Linked DNA regions of Xenopus laevis: region 1 is linked to region 2. Evidence: chromatin contacts called from public Hi-C data. All regions are on one chromosome and are shown on one strand. Each heading gives the region's core, a stretch centred on a gene start, on an enhancer-like site or on the middle of the called end of the contact. The rest is flanking DNA. Distances are from core to core; before and after follow the strand shown. Region 1 holds the start of LOC108709680 (thymosin beta-4). Region 2 has its middle 17 kb from the start of egfl6.S.

Region 1 (4,691 bases), core at 1,388-3,887, 120 kb before region 2:
GGGGCCCTTGAGGTCAGGTCTGGGGCCCACAGACTTTTTTCAAGCAGATCCCATTGTATCCTTTATCACTGAACTGTCAAGCTGGTTAAAGGAAAACTATACCCCCCCAAACAATGTAGGTCTCTATAGAAAGATATTGCATAAAACAGCTCATATGTAAAATCCTGCTTGATGTAAATAAACCATTTTCATAATAATATACTTTTCTAGTAGTATGTGCCATTGGGTAATCATAATTCGAAAATTGCCATTTTAAAAAATAAGGGCCGCCCCCTGGGATCGTAGGATTCACTGTACTCACAAATATACCAACAAACCATACATGTTAGGTCACATAAGCCAATTAACAGACAGAGCCGTGTCTTTTGCTTCCACACTTCTTCCTGTTACAGTTAGAGTTGTAGTATTTCTGGTCAGGTGATCTCTGAGGCAGAGATGTAAAAGGGCAATATTTACTTAAATATATATTCCAGTTTGGTAAGATTCTTTAATATGCCACTTAATATGATATGAACTATCTGTTGCTTAAGTGTTCATTTTGGGGGTATAGTTTTCCTTTAAAGGAGACAATTCTGATGATGTAAGGTGTGCCCCCCCCCCTGCAACTCTTTAAATACTTGAGGAGGAAAGTTTTTTTTTAATTAAAACTAGTGCTGCAAATAATTGCCTGTGCACTTGCGTATTTGAACTGAAGGGTAATAGAGAGGTTCATGTTTGGGGGGTACAGTGTAGCACTGCAGCCTCGCAATGCTGGAGTTCTGGGTTTCATATTCAGCCAGAGCACTACCTACAAGCAGTTTGTATGGTCTCCTATTCTCCTTATATCAGCATTCTGTATAATCTCTATAAAAGTGCTGCCGAATATGTTGGCACTGTATAAATAAAGGGTAACAATTATAAGCGGTGACAGTTCTTCTTTAAGCTGGCATCTGTAAACACAAAGTTTTGACAAATCATCACTGAAATGTGCACAAAGCCACATAGGTGAGTTCCTTCATCTTTACAAAGAAAGGAAGTAAATTCAAATGACACAAAGCCACTGTGAATGGTAGTTCCTCAGACACCACTGACTGCTTAAGGTGGGGCTCCTGGTGGCCATTCACATAGTATATTCAAACAGTGAACAACAGACAGAACCAGATCAATTCTGTAATTGATGCCCAGTGGATATCAAGAAGTTGTAGGAGGATCAAGAAAGATTCAGATTGTATTGTTCCTGAGAGCTTACAGAAAGCAACTTAAACAAATCCTCCTACATGTTTCCCTTTCTCTCCAGTTCTATAGGCCTTTCTCGTGCTGCTGGCATCATCTTTCATGCTGGCCACGCCTAAACTGATGCTCAGTGTCCTTTTATCCCTATCCGTCTGCTGGAGGAGACTAATATTTATGGAATTGCTTTGCTGAGTGCTTCCTGGCAGTAATCACTAAATACCTTTTGGGAAACAGCAAACAGAAAGGGCTCATGCGTTATCTTTATTCATGAAATCTGACTAGAATAAGAAAGCTGGCACATTGCACATGCAGGGCTATTTTTATTGTTAAAGCCACTCTCCTACTTGATGTGATACTCGAGTCGTTTGTAGCCGAAGAACAGATACAAGGAAGAGACAAAACTATCATGGTTATTTTAGGTGCTTGAGCACTAAGCAGTTATAGGCCTGAGAAGCTGACAGTTTAGGCGAATTCCGGAAATCACATTTCCTGCTGCTTTACCACATCATGCCTTTCTAGAGCACTACATGAACGAGCTGCTAAGTAACTCTTTAATTTGACCGAGCTGTCCAGCAGGCACAAAGTTTGGGTAAATAAGCATTGATTACCAGGCCACGGATTTGTGGTGAGGCCACCAAGGCCTGGGCCTAGGGCAGCAGGATTTTACAACAACACCCACATTGGTTCAGAAACACTGGGGATGAGCAGGAGATACAATAGATTTTTAAATCTCCAGTGCACCAATCCCCATTGCTCCAGTCCCAATGATGAGGGACGGGGGGCGACGAACGACAGCGGGTGTTAATCTGACCCTGGTGATTACACGCGGCTCTCGGGATAATAAACCATCTTACCCTGGCACACATATTCATAGTTGTAGTACTTCGAGCAAAACAACATGACTGTGTGCACTGTGCAGGCAGGAGAAAAAGAGAAAGATAAAAAAGCTCTTCTCCTTTCTGTGCAAAGTCGTTGGGGAAGCTGCTCAATGTACAAAGCATCTGCCACTGCAAAAAAAAAAAAAGCCATAATACATTTAATACTGAATAAAAGGTATGCATTTATTTCTTTTATCACGTCATGAAAGCTGCACAAAGCTTCGAGCTCATGGCAGCCCTGGAAGTGTGCAAGGCCTTTCTATGGCGCCACTCCCCCACCTTTCACCCCTCGCCAAAGATGAAGACACAAAACTAGCGATGAATAACGTTGATAATTCTGATAATAAAACAGACGTTTATGACACAGAAGACAAGTGCGTTGTTCGCTGCCTTTGCGCCGTCACATTTTCTCTCAGGGACTAGGTTTTCGCGCTGCTATCTTTTACAACTGATTATTTAACAAAATAATACATATACTTATAAAAAAAACATAAAATAGCCTTCGAACAGTAACAGTTCTTACCCACAAATATTCTAATTGCTATAAGACGTAGCAATTGGGAGGGAAGGAGTTAAGTGACGTCAGCGCTATCTGCATACAGGAGCTGATATAAGGGCGGGTGCACTCCTTCGCCCCCTCACATTCGCGACTGCTTCTGAAAGGATCTTTGACGCTTGTGCGGGCTGACTCTCTGGTAAATGCTTTTATTTTTCTCCTAATCTTTGGCTTCGTTAATGTCCTTACGGTTGTGACCTTGTCGGTAGCCTCGTTAATCTGTGCCATCCTTCCCGTGTTGAATCTCCTTGCCCAGCTATTTGAGCCTATTGTGATTGCAGTGGAAGCTTTAACCTCTGTATTTGCATATGCAATTGCTTATTGGAGGGGTGCGATGACTGGTTCTCTCGTCTTTAAAATGCAAAGTTTTAATGTTTTATCTGCTTAAGGCTGACCAAATGCTGAACTACAAATCCCAGCATCCCTTTTTATCTTGCGTTTGTAGTTAACATTGAACATTGAATATACCCCACTGACCCAAGACTATGATGCAGATAATTGGGTTTAAACTCATGGAAGATCTGATTTAATTGTGCCCTTGCAGTGCTCTTAATGTCTTGTTCTGGATTAATGGTGCAGCCCATCTAATATCTAAGATAAGGGTATTCTGTTGTCTTGCTGATGGCGAATTCTTTCTCCAGTGCATGTTCTATAGGGATGGATGGGGGGAGAAAGGGGTTAGTGTGGGTTGAGGCAGAATAGGGCGGTGGTTAAGGCTCCTTGGGCTTGTACTGCAGCTCTTTGTAAGAGAAGAATGCAGTGACTTCATCTGGCAGCCAAAGAGAGAGGCACCCCCAGCTCTCCTGGTTATTCACCCCCTCATTAGCATGATGTATTCCTTCCAGTCTCTAGATCAGATTTTTGAACCCCTCACTATACCACAGGCTGTCTCATGGCATTAATATCAATATAACACAAGTTGGATTTAAGGCTTTTTCAAATCTAAAAATCAAAGTGAATAATAATAATTCCTTTTGCATTCACTTTATCCTAGCCAAGCCTAATCAGACCTAGTCAGTCTAAGAGGGTGTGGCAATCATTGACTGAATAGCAAGTGACACTTTTTTCCCCCTTTCGTAGCAAGGATGGTGGCGCTATTTCATTTTTTTTTTCTTTTCTTTTGTTCAGAACATACCACAAAATGTCTGACAAACCAGATATGGCTGAGATTGAGAAATTCGATAAGGCCAAACTGAAGAAGACAGAAACACAAGAAAAGAACCCACTCCCATCAAAAGAAAGTAAGTAATCTTAAACCAGCATTTTATAAATTAAGTCTAAAATCAAACATCCTCCTTCCAATGTTCTAGAAAAAACTTCTATAGTCCGTGACCCTTATGCATTCTATATGGGGTAGACACTAGTTTTTCTTGATATAACCTTTTTCCTTCAGACAGTTTTTTTTTATTTAATATTTTTCATTTTAAGCTAATTTTGTGTTTTCTTCTCTTCTGTAGCAATTGAGCAAGAGAAGCAATCAACTGAGTCATAATGAATCCCCATCACCCCGATATGCACTGTACATTCCACAAGCATTGCCTTCTTATTTTACTTTTAGCTGTTTAACTTTGTAAGAAATAACTCAAATACAAAGAATTAGAACATGTTCTGTGCTGCCCTGTTACACTTAAAGAAAGGAATAAGAACTACTGAAAACGGAATGAAGGCGCTGCCTTTCCATCTGCCTGGCTGGCTTTGATTCTGGTGACATTGAAAGATCTTGCATGATTATCTAAGGAGAACAAGTGTGGAAATAACAGAACCAAAGTAACATGCTCTGATGTGGGTGGAATGAAAGCTGCACCAAGGTCCAGCGAGCTGTAAAATACGGTCAAATCGAGTGCCATTTTATTTGTTCAAAATGAATTGAATTATTGGAATGCACAATTTTTTTTAATATGCAAATAAAAAAAATAATAAAACATTAGTTTGACTTGTGGCGGTTTTTCTGGATGAAGTGTGGGATTTGGCAGCACAGAAGCTATTGGTACTTTATTTTTATTTTTTCCTCTTCTCTACCGCCATCCCCTAGATATATAGTAGCC
Region 2 (4,713 bases), core at 1,169-3,668:
TGCTAAAACCAGATGGAACTGGAAATCACAATGAACAGTCTCAGATAGAGACCTGCTTACAATGAATGTCTGTCAGCAACAACAGGCGATGTTTTATGCAATAGCAGAAATAACATTAATGCCCCATCTCTCAGCTTTATCATGGCACTTAATGGCAGCTGAGCAGCAATAGCCTGAGCAGTAGCATGAGCACAATCAATAATCAGATCCTACAGAGGAGTTTAATTCTGAACATGTTTAAAGCTTGTCTGTGGCCAGCAAATACACCTTAAGCACCAGTATATTCACCCAGACAGTAAACATGTGCTTCATGTCATCTGTTAAAATTCCATTCTGTTATATACTCATGGAAGCAATACCAACAGTAAATTGTGACAGTGCTGCTTATTTTAACATTTCTTTTTTTAAAGTACGAACAAACCTAAATACGTAATGTTTCCTGTAATGTGAACAAAGTGCAGTGGTGACCTCTTCTGGCTAGCATGTGTAACATTAAGTGGTATTGTGAATGACACAAAAGAACACATTCTTTTGCACCACGATATGCAAAAAGGATAAAACATTCAGTAATATATTTAAAAATAATTAATTTTTGAAAATACCAAACAAAAAAAGAAAAGAAAAACCCATTCAGGAACATTCTCAAATAATAAGGATAGCACATTCTAAATGCAATATGCAAATACCACTAGTCTAGGCTCTGTGTATTATGGCAGTGATCCAGCATGCAGCTAGAAATTGAGTTATCAGGCATTGCCTATAGGCAGTAATTGGGGGACAGGAAAAGTGACTCCTAGTACATGAAACTGCTACTGTATATGTGACTCCACCCACAATTGTATCACAATAGAAAATATTATTCTACACAATTTTCAAATATACCGCAATTAAAACTGTCATTTGTTTAGAGTTTAGAGTAAACCTAAATGAAAATCATTTTTTTGGTGTCTGATTCAATTATTCACTGTTGGTTCTGACTCTTTAAACCAGAAGTGCAGAAAGAGACTAAAAGAGAGTATGTAGCAGGGTAAAGGGTTTGCCAACCTTTAATTCTTTAGTTTCCCCAGGAGGGTTTTGACCAGCTAAATTTGGACCTATATTACAGTTGCATACCACCCAACATTTTGAAAGTAAAAAGCCAATTAAAGGAAAACTATACCCCCAAAATGAATACTTAAGCAACAGATAGTTTATATCAAATTGAATGACATATTAAAGAATCTTACCAAACTGGAATATATATTTACATAAATATTGCGCTTTTACATCTCTTGCCTTGAACCACCATTTCGTGACTCTATCTGTGCTGCCTCAGAGATCACCTGACCAGAAATACTACAACACTAAGGGGCAGATTCACTAAGGGTCGAATTTCGAAGTTAAAAATACTTCGAAATTCGACCCTCGAATTTAAATCCTTCGACTTCGAATATCGAAGTCGAAGGATTTAGCGCTAATCCTTCGATCGAACGATCGAAGGATTTTTCGTTCGATCGAACGATTAAATCCTTCGAATCGAACGATTCGAAGGATTTTAATCCAACGATCGAACGAAAATCCTTCGATCAAAAAAAGGTTAGCAAGCCTATGGGGACCTTCCCCATAGGCTAACATTGACTTCGGTAGCTTTTAGCTGCCGAAGTAGGGGGTCGAAGTTTTTTTTAAAGGGCAAGTACTTCGACTATCGAATGGTCGAATAGTCGAACGATTTTTACTTCGAATCGTTCGATTTCGTTAGATTTCGATCGAATTCGAACGAATTTAACCAATTCGATGGTCGAAGTACCCAAAAAATACTTCGAAATTCGAAGTATTTTTCATTCGAATCCTTCACTCGAGCTTAGTGAATCGGCCCCTAACTGTAACAGGAAGAAGTGAGGAAGCAAAAGGCAGAACTCTGTCTGTTAATTGGCTCATGTGACCTTACATGTGGTTTGTATGTGTGCACAGTGAATCTTACGATCTCATGGGGCGGCCCTTATTTTTTAAAATGGCAATTTTCTATTTATGATTACCCAATGGCACATCCTACTAAAAAAGTATATTATGATGATAATGGTTCATTTACATGAAGCGGGGTTTTACACATGAGCTGTTTTACTCAGTATCTTTTAATAGAGACCTACATTGTTTTGGGGGGTATAGTTTTCCTTTAAGTGAGAAACTTTGTTTCTTTTTTCTGGCTGTTCAGTGCAGAGAAAAGAGGGACTTTCCAGTACAAATGAGGGACTGCGGGTTGAGCTATCAAAAGAGGGACTGTCCCTCCGAAAAAGGGACAGTTGGGAGGTATGCGTTGGGAGGGGAAGATGTTTCCCTTTCCTGGGAGCTCAGTATTTTGCTGGCAGTTTAGTCTCTGGCCAGAGGGTGTCAGGGTTCTCTAAGTATAAAAAGGGGAAGCCCATGTGTGCTCAGCCTGTTTTTTTCCATTTGGATCACAAATCTGGGCCTGGTTGTGAAAGCTGGGAGGGTGTTGTACACAAGAAATCGAATTATCTACTTAGAAAGGACCAAACACAAATGAGCTTGAGTTTCCCTGCTTACCCTGTTTAGTTCAAGAAATAAAATCACACTTCAGATTAGTTAGATAGCACACACTTCTCAACATAATAATTTAACTAATCCTTGCAATGAAAATATAACTTGGACTTATTATTAGAAAACTGTTAGTATCTAGGTCAGTAGAGGGAGCAAAGAGTTGTGCTGACATCAAGTTATTTCATTATTATAACATTAGCATAAGGTAGTGCTATGTAGCTTGTTAAAAGTGTTTTTTTGCACATTTTTCAACTTCCATACCTGAAACAGATACAAATATTGTTGTAGTTAATGCATCAAGGGCAGGCTGATGTTAGTGATTTCATAGACTGAGAGTTGCTTAAATTGTCACCCCAGTGTATCTAAATTTCCTTTAAGATGTGTGGGCTTGTTTTTCTGCTCTTTGCACACAGTTTTCCATTGATAGTGAATTGCTGCAGGTCTCTGACTTCAATTTTGGAGCATAAAGATCTGTGGCTGCCTCAATAAATATATAGTGCGGCCTGCTTTCAGTAGCACTACATTTAGGTGGAGGGAGACACATAGGTGCCCCCTACCTATCACTTGCACATCATTCAGACACACAGACAAAGATCACAACGGTTGCTAGGAAATGCCAGGCTTGTGCCCCTACTGCTGAAGTCTGCTTTTCGCTCCATATTGTCACAGACAACAGCCAGACTCAGCACTAAGGGGTGTGCTCTTGTACTAAATGACCCCTTATGACTTTAGCCACTGGGACATTCCTTCTCAGAAATGCACAACAGTTGTCAGCATTTTTAATCACTGCTTAAAATATTCTGTATTCTTAAGACCAGTGTAAAACACATAAACCCCATATGTAATAAAGGCACACAATTTGCCATGTGCAGTAACCCATAGCAACCAATAAGACCAGTAAATGCTACCGAGTGATTAGTTGCTATACGTGATTAGAACTGCAGCAGATTTTGCACCTTTTTTACATATCCTTATACAATATGCTTATAAATTTTAGTAGGGGTTCATGATCCATTATACTCTACACCTCTGTTTTGTAATAGGCCATCTTCGGATCTCTGACCCTGCTACCTCCAGCCTTTGAAAAGTGAGCTGTTTGAATTTCTCCTTTTCTTTACACTGTGTTCTTAGCTTTACGTGCAGAGAATGCCATTTTCCCCTTTTCCACTTGTTGATGTCCCAGTCTCTACCACCCTACTCTAACATCAGCTTTTATGTCACTGTCCGCCATCTTGGACTTGAGCAAATTGACAGCTGTGGATAGTTATAAATGACAACATCTGACTTCAAAACAAGTGATTTATATAGTGGATAATAGAGCTCCGATGTCCGATATCAGGTCATCTATGAGTTACATGGGTTGCCAACCAGCAATGTATTTACTGGTAAATTTGTAATCCCTGGTTGTTTTGACTATCTCTGATCTGCCCCTATCCTGCCACCCCACTCCATCCATCACAGGTTCAGTCCCTCCCACCACTCCTACGTCATCGGCTGGTAAGGAGCTAATCTTAATTTCATACTACTTTTACCCCTTTCTGCTTTTTTCCCCCTATGTTTCTCTCCCTTCCTTTCACCTAAATATGATTTCTTTCATTTTCATTTCCTTCCTACCAATTTATGTACAGTATATTTCTCCTCTAAATAAATATTCCTGCATGGTTATTATTAATAACTAGTATTTATACATGTCTAATATATTCCACCACAAAGTACAATAAATGGGCATATACATATGAACATATGAAGCATATAAAAATACAACCAAATACTGCTACAAGAGGAAATAAGAACAAGACAGTGCTATAGTTTATCTTAAATGTCAACATTACTCCATGCTATATTTGAAAAACAAATTGGTGTAGATGAAAAGACTGAATTTATGTAAACAGTGGTTTGCATATAATCTGTTTATGTGTTAAACTTTTAGGCTAGTGGCCCACCAAGGCAAATTCGGGCGACTTTGTAAATCCGAAACGATCCCGACGGTGATTCGTATGCTTGCCGGTGGGAAGGCAGTATGGGGAGATTAGTCACCCGCAGTAGAGGAGATTTGTCGCTGGGCGAAACCTTATAGAGACCTTCATTGTTCTGGGGAATAGTTTCCCTTTAAAACCAGAAAGAAAGAAAGAAACCTATCATCTTTACAGCAATTATACACTTCCATATTTCAAAGAG

Evidence for each region. A called contact is a pair of places that touch in the nucleus more often than the background predicts.
Region 1: a contact with region 2 is called in a Hi-C map of the XL177 cell line, with 4 times the contacts expected there. The contact joins the promoter of LOC108709680 here to the enhancer-like site in region 2. A contact is called at or near these places in 2 of 4 Hi-C or Micro-C datasets (the XL177 cell line and the XTC cell line).

Annotation. Positions count from the first base shown.
Region 1 is chr2S:97,482,721-97,487,411 of Xenopus_laevis_v10.1, reverse strand. LOC108709680 (thymosin beta-4) reads left to right here and starts at 2,637. Exons shown (of 3, transcript XM_018249731.2): 1 at 2,637-2,785; 2 at 3,775-3,887; 3 at 4,104-4,573. The coding sequence starts at 3,788. The coding sequence ends at 4,138.
Region 2 is chr2S:97,367,041-97,371,753 of Xenopus_laevis_v10.1, reverse strand. No RefSeq gene overlaps it. Among protein-coding and RNA genes, the nearest start is that of egfl6.S, 17 kb to the right of the region's middle. Within about 2 kb of position 2,418, at least 1 of the 7 cell types and tissues checked has an H3K27ac peak or open chromatin away from gene starts, as enhancers often do.